3 separate regions of the Zea mays genome follow, and all the other regions are linked to region 2. A link is a contact called in public Hi-C data. All regions are on one chromosome and are shown on one strand. Each heading gives the region's core, a stretch centred on a gene start, on an enhancer-like site or on the middle of the called end of the contact. The rest is flanking DNA. Distances are from core to core; before and after follow the strand shown. Region 1 holds the start of LOC100191736. Region 2 holds the start of LOC100193864 (Alpha carbonic anhydrase 4). Region 3 holds the start of LOC100191957.

Region 1 (4,179 bases), core at 1,519-4,018, 200 kb after region 2:
ACTAGTTACATGTTAAGGTTCATGTGTTTTTTCTATGAAAAATGAACTGATTCATGTATGATTTCTCTGAAATTCTTTCATTCCAAAGAGGGCCTAATTGTTTTTTCGCCACTCCCTTTGCTCGGCGCATGTCTGAATCTTCACCCCCTTTCCCCTTTTCATCCTCTTCCACGCTATTTCCACGAATACCCACAGGTCTACCCCTTTATTAGTCGGAGGACTGGAGCCCTGTCTTTGAAAACCGCTCTACCATCCTTTGCCACGTACTGATATTGCCATGCCGGACCTAGGAACCATGCCATGGCAACTCCCCCAAGCAAGCCTCCCAGCTGTCATGATTCAAGTGAACTAGTGAGCTAAATCCATTCATGTTGTAAAATGAACAGATAATCCAAGAAACTTACATGGCCCCAGTTATCAATTCCCCTTGAAAGGAGGCCCATACCCTATGAAAAAAGAAAATGTTGCACATGGAACAAAGAAAGTTTTTGAAACGAAGGCAAAATAAAATAAGCAGAAAAAAGTGGAGCAGTACCATATTCAGGACAACCACACGCCCAATATGTTCTAAACTCTCTCTAGAATTCCCAAAAAATCTTCTATGCCTCCACATATAAACTGCATAGGCTCCAACCTGATAGTGCAGATAAAGGTGATATAAACACTTTCATGACCAGTTGTATCAGAGATTTATATTTCAATAGGACAAGACCAGGACTATTTTTTGACAAAACATAAATGTGGTGTACATAAGAAACAAAAGTCTGAAATACAGAAATACAAACTACAAATAAATCATGTTTCTGGCCTGTTTAGTAAAGATGTGCAGTTTTGAGGAGTTAGTACAAAGGAATGTTATACCAACCATTTAGAAGTGACGAATTAAAAACTTGGTTTCCAAGTTATAGTTCACTTAAGCTTTGTCCTAACTCGTATGTCAAACTTGTTAACTTTGACTGTTTTTAGGGGGGATATATTTTTACATGGATAAGTTCATATAAGTCCGCTATCAATACATGAGTTATGGAGAATTTAATTAAACTAATTTTATATTATAGATGTTTGTGTATATTCTACAAAGCTGGTAAAAGTTAGAGAAGTTTGACTCATGACAAATCTAAAGTGAACTATAATTTGGAACAAAGGGAGAAGTTTGTAGTTTCACATTGCTAATGAATTATGCCATATTATAGGGTTAACATGATTCTGGCACTGGGTAATGACCACAAGTGTGACAAACAAGTCCTATCATATGTAGCGGCAAAATAGACATACCAATCCAAAAATGGCACCTGACGCACCAACAGCAGGTGACGCACTAAAACGGTAGCTCATCAGTGAACCTATTTATGTTCCAAGAATTGATTAATAACAGTGATAACTTAAGATCAGGGCACTACCATCCAATCCAAAAGGTTAAGAACAAACACCTGCCAGCGCCGAACTGAAATAAACAGCTAGATATCTTCTAGGACCACTTAACATTTCAACCATGGGCCCAATAGAGTTCAAAGAGAAACAATTGAACTGCATCATTATGACAACATCCAACAGGTAGGAAGTTAGCTGATATTTTTTCTATGAAATATAAAACCCAATTCAAACATAAAAACATACTGCAAGGTGGGTGAGATTTGCATGAAGTAGAGATGATGTTGCCAAACGCCAAAATTGCCCTCTATCAATCAGACTGTTGATCTTTCATTGCAAATGATGGTCATAACTGTATTAGGTTAACAAAATCAACAGCGCATAACTGAAACAGAAATTCCAACCAAGACACAAACCTTGGCTCCCCACATGAGAAGCTTTCCTTGTGATGCTACCTGAGCGACATAAGCCCTTCGTTGAGAGCAAAAGGAAGGGTGTTAAACAACAAATGTACCAAAGGATTGGAGCTACTATCACATAAACTCAAATTGTCCACCGACTTACAGGACATTAAGAGCAAGAAGGACATTAGTCCAGAGCCTCTTCTTGGAATCGATTCCACGAGGCCGTCTGGACAACAACTTCCCGTTGCTGATGTATCTACCCCCTGACCCGTTCCCACTGAACAGAGCAGAGCTGCAAACATAAGGTGCAGAGAACACAATCCCTATCGCGCCAAGAATGTGGAATGTCGCAAGCGATTCTGATCCTTCAAACCAAAAGCTACCCATTTTCGGCAAGGCATCAAGATGTCGCACCTCCTAGAGTAGAAAGGTTCACTTGACATTAAGTATTTGATCGAGCGCGCGCGCACACACACACACACACAAAAATCGCCATCCAATGAACAAAGAGCGTGAGAGCTCAGTCAACAACAGACTGAGGGTCTGAGGCCTGTTTGGTTGGGAACAGACTAAGTAGACGCTATCATGGTGTGCATCCCAAGTTACAACGAAATGGAAGGCGAGGCGAGGCACGGTACCGGTGAGCGGAGGAGGCCGGCGAAGCGGCGGCGGAGAGCGCGGCCGACTTGCACGCCTGCGAAGGCTGCGACGACGGTCGGCCTCCAATCGCCGCCGTCTCCGCCGCCATCGCCGCCGCGGCCGGAGGAGGAGCCTGGTGGGGGCGGGGGAGGCCACGGGAAGGAGGAGAAGGGGAGCAACAGCCACGAAGCCATGGGCACCACCGCCGCCTGCGTGCGTGCGTGGACCACAGGAAGCGGGGGGACCTTTTGAGCTTTCGTCTCCCTTTGCTTCGGGGAAACGGCATCGGAGGCGCACAGGAGAGCCGTGCGTTGGGCTGTCAACCAGGGCCCACTGGTAGATTATCGGATTTGGCCTCCACCTCCATAGAGTTTAGTGTCTGTTTGCCAGCGGTCTATATATAATATTTTCCTCTACATTCATTGAAAATAACTTTATTTTGTTTAAAAAAAACCAAACATTCTAGATTCGTTAAATTCTAATTTACCAAAACGATAGATTTGAAGGTCAGTTTACTATTTTGGTAAAACTCTTTATTAGAGGATGCAAGACGAACTCAAATTTAGTATGGTTGGAGAGAGAATTGCCACCCGTTCATTCTAAATTATTTTCCGTCGTCCTCTTTTACCCGGCCCTTTTCCTCCCTGGCCTCGCCTCTCTCCGACGCCCGGCCCAGCCATGGCCGACGAGCACGCCGATCCCATCCCTTCGCGCCATCCCGTAGAGCTCGTCGCCCCGAATGGTCCTGTCCTGCCCAACGCTAGTCGTCTGTGGATAGGCTTGACTACACTAGGGCCACATGCCGCCACGAGCCCCGCCGGTCGCGCCAGCCGCCAGGGCCATGGGCCATCGCGCGCGGGGCCTCAAGCCCGGCTGCGCCGTCGCCACGCCTAGCCGAGTAGCCGTGCTCTATGTTTTTTTTTTCTTCGCGTCATCTGAGGAGGCATACATGGACGTGTGACTTCTATCCGGAGGGCTACGTAGTTCTAACTAAAATGTCCGGAGGCATATATAACTAGAGCTAGAATATCAGCTACACAAATTTTGTAGATCTATAGTGGATATCAAATCTATTGCAGATTTATTGAATACGGAGCCTAGGAGCGACAAGCAATTTGAGGCTGTTCCCCACGGCTTCCACAAATTAGGGCCCCTGTCTCTGTTACAAGGTACTGGTAAGTGGTAACCCGTAGCAAACGCAATCCGAGCTCGGTCAGAAACCGTTATGAACTATGAAGGCCGTAACACAATAGCACGTAACATTATGTTCTATTATTTGTTACCGAGTCAAACGAGCATGTATGCTCTAATGCTCAGGCAGTCGAAATTGTACGTAGAAAGGCGAGTTAAAAAACAATAGAGAGAGATCCACAGACGCGAAACAGGACGAATGGAAGCCGACAAAACGTGACAATGTACTTTGTGGGCTTGTACTGCTAGCCGACTAACCTTTCCATGACAGGTGCTCCCAGTCCCAGTCCCAGGCTGGGCAAAATCGTTCTAGACTAGTGCGATCGGCTGTACAGATCCGCGATCGTTCCCTGTCGCGCGTGTGTCCTGGCGACTGGGCGTAGAGATGGGCCGTGGACCGGCGAAGCGCATGCGAAAGGAGGCGGGCCAAGGTCGCGTGTCGTCGTCTTCGTGTCTCGTCGATTCAGCAGGCTCGCGTTCCAGATATGATGATGATGATGACCTTTAGCTGAACAGTCGACGACGGTAAAAAAGCGTTTTGCGGATATATAGAGAGAGAGAGAGAGCTAGCCAC
Region 2 (3,895 bases), core at 573-3,072:
AGGGGGCCGGCGCTTCCTTCGTTCAAAGCCGAAAGCTACTGCACAAGGTTGCGGTGGAAATGAAAAGTCAATCTCGCCTCCGTCCACCCCTGCTGGCATCGGATTTTTGGATGCAACTTCTCTGCAAGCAAAGCAATGGCGATGGACGACGCAGTGGCGGTGTATCCTCTCTCTCTCTCTCTCTCTAAAAAGCGCCGACCGGGAGCGTCCACGCCCTTCGCTCCTCACATACGAGGACAATGATTTTGGTTAAAGCAACGTTACTTACTAGTATGTGGGTGATGCTACCGCACTATTCTCTCCGTCCAAAACACAAGATTACAATCCCTATCATATTACTCGCTCCTTTCGTCCACAATCTAGTATTACGGTCTCTGTGTGTGTGTGTATTTTGAACTGAGGGAGCAGTGGCTCGCAAGATCGACTGGAATCTCGCCGAGTACAGACAAACAACCAACGTGCTCGCTCGCAGTCGCAGTTACTAGAATCGCAACCCCCCAAGCCCCTGCAACTGCAACACAGCGATATGATATGCATGGCCTCTGCAACTGCATGCGTCCGTCACTGTGGCAAAGCATCGCGAGCGTAGAGCTATAGCGAGCAGGCATGGAACAGTAGGCGCACCATCACGCAGCAGGCAGCAGCAGAGCAGTGGCCTGGCCAAGATAGATGCTGGCAGGCATCGCTGCCGCTGCTGCAACAACAAGGCGATGATGATGAGTTATGATAAGACGCGGCTCCCGACCTGACCATAGATGCGGCGCCTTCAATGGCGTGACGCCAGCCGTGCCGGGGGCCGCAAGGTGGCGCGCTGGTCGGAGGGAGTTTCTAGGTTATGGCTTATGAGCCGTGACTAGGTTCTGCGAGCGGCCCACAAGCCTGCCTTGGGCCAACACTCACCTACGGCACTGCCTCTGTGTTCTTAGGCTGTGAGCTATGAATAAGTTCGGCTTGCGGCCCACTATCCGCCTTGGCCCAACTCTCCAGTAGGAAACTAGGCTGGGCTTCACTATTATTTCTTTCCTGTGCCAGGAAAACCAACAAAAAAATATTTTAAAAACCCAAGAAACGTAAGGACTGATTTGGTGATCAGGGATTCTGAGGGGATCCATGGGGAGGAATTCTTTTGTTATTTAAAATTGAATTGTAAGGGGATTTCTTCCCATAGATTCTCTTGAGATCCCTGATCACCAAATCAGTGCTAACTGTTCGTATCCTACTGGCGTCCGATTTTTTTATTTTGATCCTTTTTTTTGAAGAAATTTCATGTTAAATTTCATTTTTTAACCATTTGTTCGGTGCTATAGACTATGGTGTCTGCTTAGCGCCGCATCCTATAGCGCTCGTTCTTTTCCTTCCGCCGCCGCTCTCTTCCCTCCGATGCCAGCATCTCGACATGCGCCGCCGCCTCCTCCTCGCCATTGTGGCTTCTGCCCTCGGCCGAGCCGTCCCCTCTGCCACTGCCTGCTCATTCATCCGCCCCGTCGCTCACATATATGAATGACATAACGAACCGAGTTCGTTCCTCCGGTCACGCATATATATATAAAAAGGGTTATGTTTGTTTGTTGTCAGCTAACCCAATATCCCTTTTGCATAAATAAAGGCACAAAATCTCTTGGAATTAATTAATTCGTTCACTTGTCGCATATGCCACAATAACGAAGATGGCCTACAGCGTACACAACATATATAGTTAGTAGCCCAAAAATACTCCATAGGCGATGTGAGGCCAAGGCCATTCATCCCTCTCCTATTTTGAAGGCGGCCCTCCCGTACGTAAGCGCACACGGACACGGCCTCTGGCTCTGGCTCTGGCTCTGCACACCGCCGGCGCCCGCCCGCTATTTGTGTCCACGGCGACGATCTGCAGCGGCGATGGCTCGGCGACGGGACGACGTAGCGCTGGCCGCCATCACCTTTGCGATCGTCGCCTTGTGCGCGCGGTATGCGTCGGCAGTGGGCAGTAAGTCCTGGAGCACCAAATTGTCCATTAAATTGTCCTGAAACTCAAATCGATGTCTCTCTATCTCTGTCCCGTTTCATCTTGGCCATCATAAGATAAATCTGACCATATGCTAGCTCTCGGTTACGTTTGATTATCGTGCAGCCACACCCCAGTCATCCTTCAGCTACAGGGAGGGTGACCCGACCGGGCCTACAAAATGGGCCACATTGCAGAAGGACTGGGATGTCTGTGACAGCGGCACCGAGCAGTCCCCGATCGACGTCGCCAAGGTGGAGGTCTCTGAGGATTTAGACCCGCTGCAGCAGACCTACGAGCCTGGCGACGCCGTCATGCACAACAGACTCCACGATTTCATGGTCAGATCAGATGAGCCCCCACCCCCCCATATAATCCCGTTGTGAACATTTGTCCAATTTGTTGTCTTCTTGGGTGTAGCTGAACTGGACAGGAGGGAACGGCGGCCTGACAATCGAAGGGAAGAAGTACAAGCTGAAGCAGGTGCACTGGCACGTTCCCTCTGAGCACACCGTCAACGGCACCCGGTGAGGATTGGTTTCACTCACTGCCCCCATTACATTCATCAATCTTTCTCACCTGCTTGTTGGGGTGTGAAGCTTTGACGCGGAGATGCACATGGTCCACGAGGACTCCACCGACGCCAAGTCGAAAGCCGTCGTCGCGGTGCTGTTCAGCGCCAAAGCAGGCAAGTCCAGCAAGCTGCTCCGCGATGTACGTACGTACGTTGCCTGCAAATTAAGAAGATGACGACGATGACCTCGCTATATAGACGCTAGCTGGATGCTACTAATTAACACCACAACGCAGCTCAAGCCCTACTTCGAGAGGCTCGCTGGTAAACAGAACGGCACGGAGGAAGTGAAGGGCCCCGTCGTCGATCCGGCAGCCTGGATAGACAAGGCCTCTGGATACTACGGGTACGAGGGCTCGCTTACAACCCCACCCTGCACTCAAGGAGTGCTTTGGACTATCATGAGCAAGGTAGCAGATGCATCCAAGGAGGAGATCCACTCCATCGAGTCGGTGAAGGAGGTACGTAGCTAGCTAGGTCACCGACAGAACGCTGAGCAAAGCAGAGTGATCCTAAACCCCTTGTCGTCTCTCCTTATTGTTTATTTCTCATTTTACGTACGTCGGTGGAGGCAAATGCACGGCCGGCTCAGAAAATCAACAGCCGCGTTGTTCGCTACTACAAAGCAGCAGGAGCCACAGAAGCGCCGGCGCCGGCGCCGGCGCCAGAAGCAACCTGATCGAGGAGAACGTGAGCCTTGAAGACGTACCACGATGCTTCTTTGTTCGGCTTCCTATATATACTCGAAAGCTCGTGTGCTGAGTATTGACAGTTTCTTTGGTGAAACAGGTTAGAACAGTAGCTCACCCTCCCGAGAGTATGGGTTGAAAATCTTTGGCGAATTGATGTCTCGATGCAAATTAAACAGGCATGCCATCTTTGTGTAAACAGAAGTTTTACACACTAAGTTCCACTCCTATACTACTACCATAATTTTAGTAATGTAAATACTTGAAAGAATTGCTTAAATATAAATGTTTAAAGACATTATGAGGAATTGCCAAGTATCAAAGGCTCGATACTCCTCTCTAGATCTCATTGGACCACCTGTGTAAGGGTATCGCTTCGTTTTGGTTCGTATAAGGACCAAATGCTCTTTATGTGCTCGTTCTTTGTCTTTTCATTACAGTGAATCGTTCGGAACTGTGTACAACCTTGATTTGAGTCACTCACAAACTCTTTAAGTGATCATCACATTTCCAATTGCCATCAAAACCGCCTATATGATGTCGATCACCAAGAGTAATACATGTAAACCCTCACTTCATCTGATCAAGGCTAATGAGAATGATGGATGCACAGTAACTACTCTTAATAAGCTAATGTGGTTCCTAATT
Region 3 (4,167 bases), core at 1,427-3,926, 150 kb after region 2:
ACCTTGCGCCCTCCGTGCACACCCTTTAGTGACTAGAACACATACAATAACTTTACTTGTGGGGGCGAGGTACGAAACACCGAAACCTAGTCATTGGGATTTTTTGAGGTTGGGAGTCTCAGATATCCAGGGCTCATAGGGGGGCTCTGGCGGTCAACAGAACTATGTCTAAAAGTGCCCCAAAGTGTTGAGCATTCCGAGGCCCCATGTCCCTTGGGTTTTGGGTCATTCCCCGTGGATGACAGTTGCTATGATAACCTTACAGGTTTGGGGGACCCGAGATCAAGACTCTTGTCATGGTGGGCCCTTACCGTTGCTAGAGCCTAGGTAAGTCCCTAGGGCATGAATCCTTGAGAGCGGGGTCTGGCAATAATTAGGCCCTAGTAACTACTTTGACGGGTTTTTAAAAGGCGTCTTGTCTATGTCTAGAGATATGGCCTTCCTTAGGCCCTAAAAGAATATCATGCCCCTCTATTGACATAGGGTGGCCTGCAGGTGGGCCCAATCTTCTCGCAAGATGCCAGACAAACTCGATTCTCCATGTATGTGGGGCCTATGGGCTTCAATGAATATGAGTGTCCGGAGGTGTTGCGTTAACCAACTTCCCTATAGTGAGCATGAGTACAAGGGTAGGGCAAACCAAACTTAGAAAGAGTGGCCCACCATGGGAGTGCATATTGTTTCCGTTTAGCCATTCCTAGGTATTGCCTCTTAGGGCATGTTTGAAAGCACCCAGTTTTAATAAACTGACTCATAGAAATTGATGTGGTTCCAAACATACTAGTTTATGCGTCAGTTTATATAAATCGGATTCCCATTTTCTTAAAACCTAAGAAGCCACCTTCGCCTAGCTAAAATATAAAAACTAGTTCCTTAAAAATTGTCTTGCTTCCAAACAGAACCTTAATCTTGTGATATGTTTAGTGTGGGGCGCCTCAATCACCACTACCTATGCGTAGAAGCCAAAGCGCGGGTAGTGGCCACATCACATCCTCCATGATTCCACTAACCAGCAGCGAGTAAGAAAAAACATATCAAAAACCTAAAACTAAGGCTATTTTTAATAATTTTACAAGCAACAATTTAAAAAGTATTGATAAAGCAAAGTATAATTAAAATTTGCAGAATAAAAAAGTTTTATGAGTAGAATATTTCTAACATACAAGAGCCATAAAATAGTGAGATAAACGATTGGCCTAACCAAACTAGGATAAAAAGCCAGATATTTAACGCTAGAAAAAACCCTATCATCATTTTCACATGTATAAGTTTTTTTCAGTCAGAATTGGGAAATTGGAAAGTTGGTAACAAATTACAGTTAGTAAATTTCGGTATTTCAAAAACAAAAAAATCTGGAAAAAATATCTCAAAATCGATTTGGAAATGTTAACTTAAATCAGAAAGCACACAATAAATAAGTCAGAACCACATAACTGTTCACATCCATATGCAAATATTAACCATACAAATACACAATATATAGTCTCGATGACACATAATTGATCATATATGTCCGCTCATAACTTTTAACCATACAATACATAAATTTTAAACACACGATACATGGGCTATAGACCCTCGGTCATGAGGTCTAAATCACCTGATATATCTTATATGATATCTAAAAAAGATAAATATCACATATAAATTCTCCTAGTTCACATAAAGAGATGGAACAAACGTGGACGCTGAAATGAAATTATATTATCGGATTTTCTCGGTAAATCCGAAAACGAATAGTAGAGATGTCGACACAATTTGTTGTTCCGTTTTCGAAACATCTCATCACAATTTCATACCATTTTTCGTATATCTTGATAAATCCAGAAATAATAAATTTTGGTAAAGGGATCCGTGAAAATACCAGTTTTTTCCAACCGTTCTCACCTCTATAAGATTCAGGGCATAGCTAATGGGTGGTCTAGATAGGCCGTGACATACACCAGTCCACCCGATCACTAGTCCACCGATATCTAGAAAAAACCCTAACACCATCAGTGTATTTTGTGTTTGGTGTTTAGACAATTTTATATTATATTTGGCCTTAAAAGTTAAATCTATAGTTTCATATACTATAGTTATCTTTATATTCTGAATTATATACCATATAATTTGTGGATTATATTAAATTATTTATAAAAGTTTTATTATAGCAAACTTAATGGAAAAATTCTAGCTAAGTCACTGACGAGCCTTACACGATCCCTTCCAGTTGACAAGTGACTATTATTTTAATGGAAACGAAAAGAAATTGGCAGGCACCCTGGCGAGCCACCTGTCCGCACATGCGCGGCGCGTTGGCGAGGAGCGGTGGGATTTTCGCTCGTGGTTAAAGTTGGAACGTGCAATTTGGAAAGAAGAAAATTGCGACGCCTGAACGAGCACGAATATTTCGTTTCTGAAATGCCGTCTGGATTATGCACTAAGCAAGCGAAAAGACACCAAAGTGCGAAATGCACAATTCTCCGTATATTTTGCCAGAGACTGACAGCGAGAGCACATGTCGGTCGAGTAGCGTCGCCGGAGAAAAAAAAGCACTAGTAAACCAAATGTCCAAAACACGAGGAGCGTCCATCTTCTCCAACTCAACTGACAGTTGTTGGTCACTCGCACCAGCCGCCCAGCCGGAACCGGAAGCGGAAACTGAAGCGAGGGACCCGGGCACCGGCGCCGGCACGATTCACTAGATCGTAGGCGCAGGCGCGGGTCCGTCTGTGACGGACACGGCGGTGGTGGCGAGGAGGAGGAGGACTTGAGGAGCGTTGGGGTGAGCGAGCAAACCAGATGCGCTCGGAATGGGGAAGCCCTTCGATGTGGAGCTCGGCGGCGGCGCGGGAGGCCTCGAGATCGCCGGAGCCGGAGGCGGTGGCCCATGGGGAGGGCGAGTCTTCGGCGCGATCGGGCGGGCGGTTTCGTTCCGGTGCGTCTTCGTGCTCCTGCTCGCGGCAGGGGTGCTCATACCGGTGCTGTTCCTGCTCGTGCCCTCGCGCCAGCAGGGGTACCTCTCAGACGACCACGACGTGCTCGCTGGTAATTTCTCGGACTCTTGTGACTTGTGTTGCGGTAGCCGTTAGTGCGAGGGTTTGGGGATTCGCGGGTTTAGTCGGGGCAGCTCTTAAATTGCGAGTTCGGTTTTAGGTCTAGTGGGGAGGCGGGTGGATGGGATATATCGACAAATTACCGCTGCCAGATCGCGGCATGGGTGCTGGGTTCTTCGATTCCACCTCCGTTGAGCTAAGGTTCGCGCGATTTCCTAGTCAATTTCGTCGTTTCATGCTACGGGTGCGATTGTCAGGGAGTGTGCTTTAGTGTTGCTCCATCCATTCCAAATTGTAAATCATTTTTGGCTTTTTTGATATACATCTAGAAATACATTATGTCTAGATACGTACTAAAAACTATGAATCTAGAAAAGCTAAAACTGACTTACAATTTAGAATGGATGGGTGCTCATCTATGTTGTAGTTTTAAAGTTCTGAATCATGCTGAGACATGGGATCACCTGCTTACCTTTACTTGCATGTTTTGATTCAAAATTGATGTGGGCACTTGGAAATGGCATCGAACTACCTTTTTGGGTAGAAGATGGCTTTTAGAATCCGTAGATCTCAAAATTCCAGAAATTCTCTCTCACCGATGTCTCTGAAGATGTTACACCTGGATGGATGGCTGGATCAACTTAGGAGGTGTTTGTTTGGGATTATAATCTGCCCAGATTATATAATCCAACAAATTTGGGTGTTTGTTTGGGATTATAATCTGCCCAGATTATATAATCCAACAAATTTGTTTGTTGGATTATATAATCTGGGCAGATTATAATCCCAAACAAACACCCCCCTAAGTACATATGATGACCTTCTTTCTGTCTATGCTTGTAGCATGTAACCTATGTGTTTTCATCTGATTTCTGGTGCTGCAGCGTATAGATTTTGACTGTAGTGTTTGTCACCCTAAAAAAGGTCAACTTGCTAGCTCATATGAACTTAAGAAAAAAAAAGATAGAAATTGAGTAGCCTAAAGCTAGTATCAATGAGAAATTTCATGACATAATTTCTAAGGTTGCCATGCCATATAGAATGAAATAAAATCTGGATGAAACTCAAACTCTCACTCTCAATGGAAAATTTCATTCTATGATTTCATAAACATTTAATTTTCATGGCT

What was found. Hi-C and Micro-C count contacts between places; a contact is called where the count stands out from the background.
Region 1: a contact with region 2 is called in a Hi-C map of endosperm, with 3 times the contacts expected there. The contact joins the promoter of LOC100191736 here to the promoter of LOC100193864 in region 2. A contact is called at or near these places in 4 of 25 Hi-C or Micro-C datasets (ear, endosperm, leaf and 1 more).
Region 3: a contact with region 2 is called in a Hi-C map of ear, with 9 times the contacts expected there. The contact joins the promoter of LOC100191957 here to the promoter of LOC100193864 in region 2. A contact is called at or near these places in 8 of 25 Hi-C or Micro-C datasets (ear, endosperm, leaf and 2 more) and 1 of 3 datasets of contacts at active chromatin or transcription factors (leaf).

The regions. Positions count from the first base shown.
Region 1 is chr2:190,341,110-190,345,288 of Zm-B73-REFERENCE-NAM-5.0, forward strand. LOC100191736 reads right to left here and starts at 2,769. Exons shown (of 9, transcript NM_001155169.2): 1 at 2,414-2,769; 2 at 1,936-2,192; 3 at 1,788-1,842; 4 at 1,618-1,698; 5 at 1,431-1,527; 6 at 1,276-1,343; 7 at 536-634; 8 at 405-446; 9 at 1-329. The coding sequence starts at 2,608. The coding sequence ends at 198. It overlaps LOC111590834 (a long non-coding RNA gene), which reads right to left. Exons shown (of 4, transcript XR_002749972.1): 4 at 3,987-4,179.
Region 2 is chr2:190,143,269-190,147,163 of Zm-B73-REFERENCE-NAM-5.0, forward strand. It overlaps LOC100193864 (Alpha carbonic anhydrase 4), which reads left to right and starts at 1,823. Exons shown (of 6, transcript NM_001138944.1): 1 at 1,823-1,966; 2 at 2,111-2,325; 3 at 2,405-2,511; 4 at 2,584-2,698; 5 at 2,795-3,019; 6 at 3,130-3,542. The coding sequence starts at 1,879. The coding sequence ends at 3,237.
Region 3 is chr2:190,292,265-190,296,431 of Zm-B73-REFERENCE-NAM-5.0, forward strand. LOC100191957 reads left to right here and starts at 2,677. Exons shown (of 5, transcript NM_001137381.1): 1 at 2,677-3,030. The coding sequence starts at 2,796.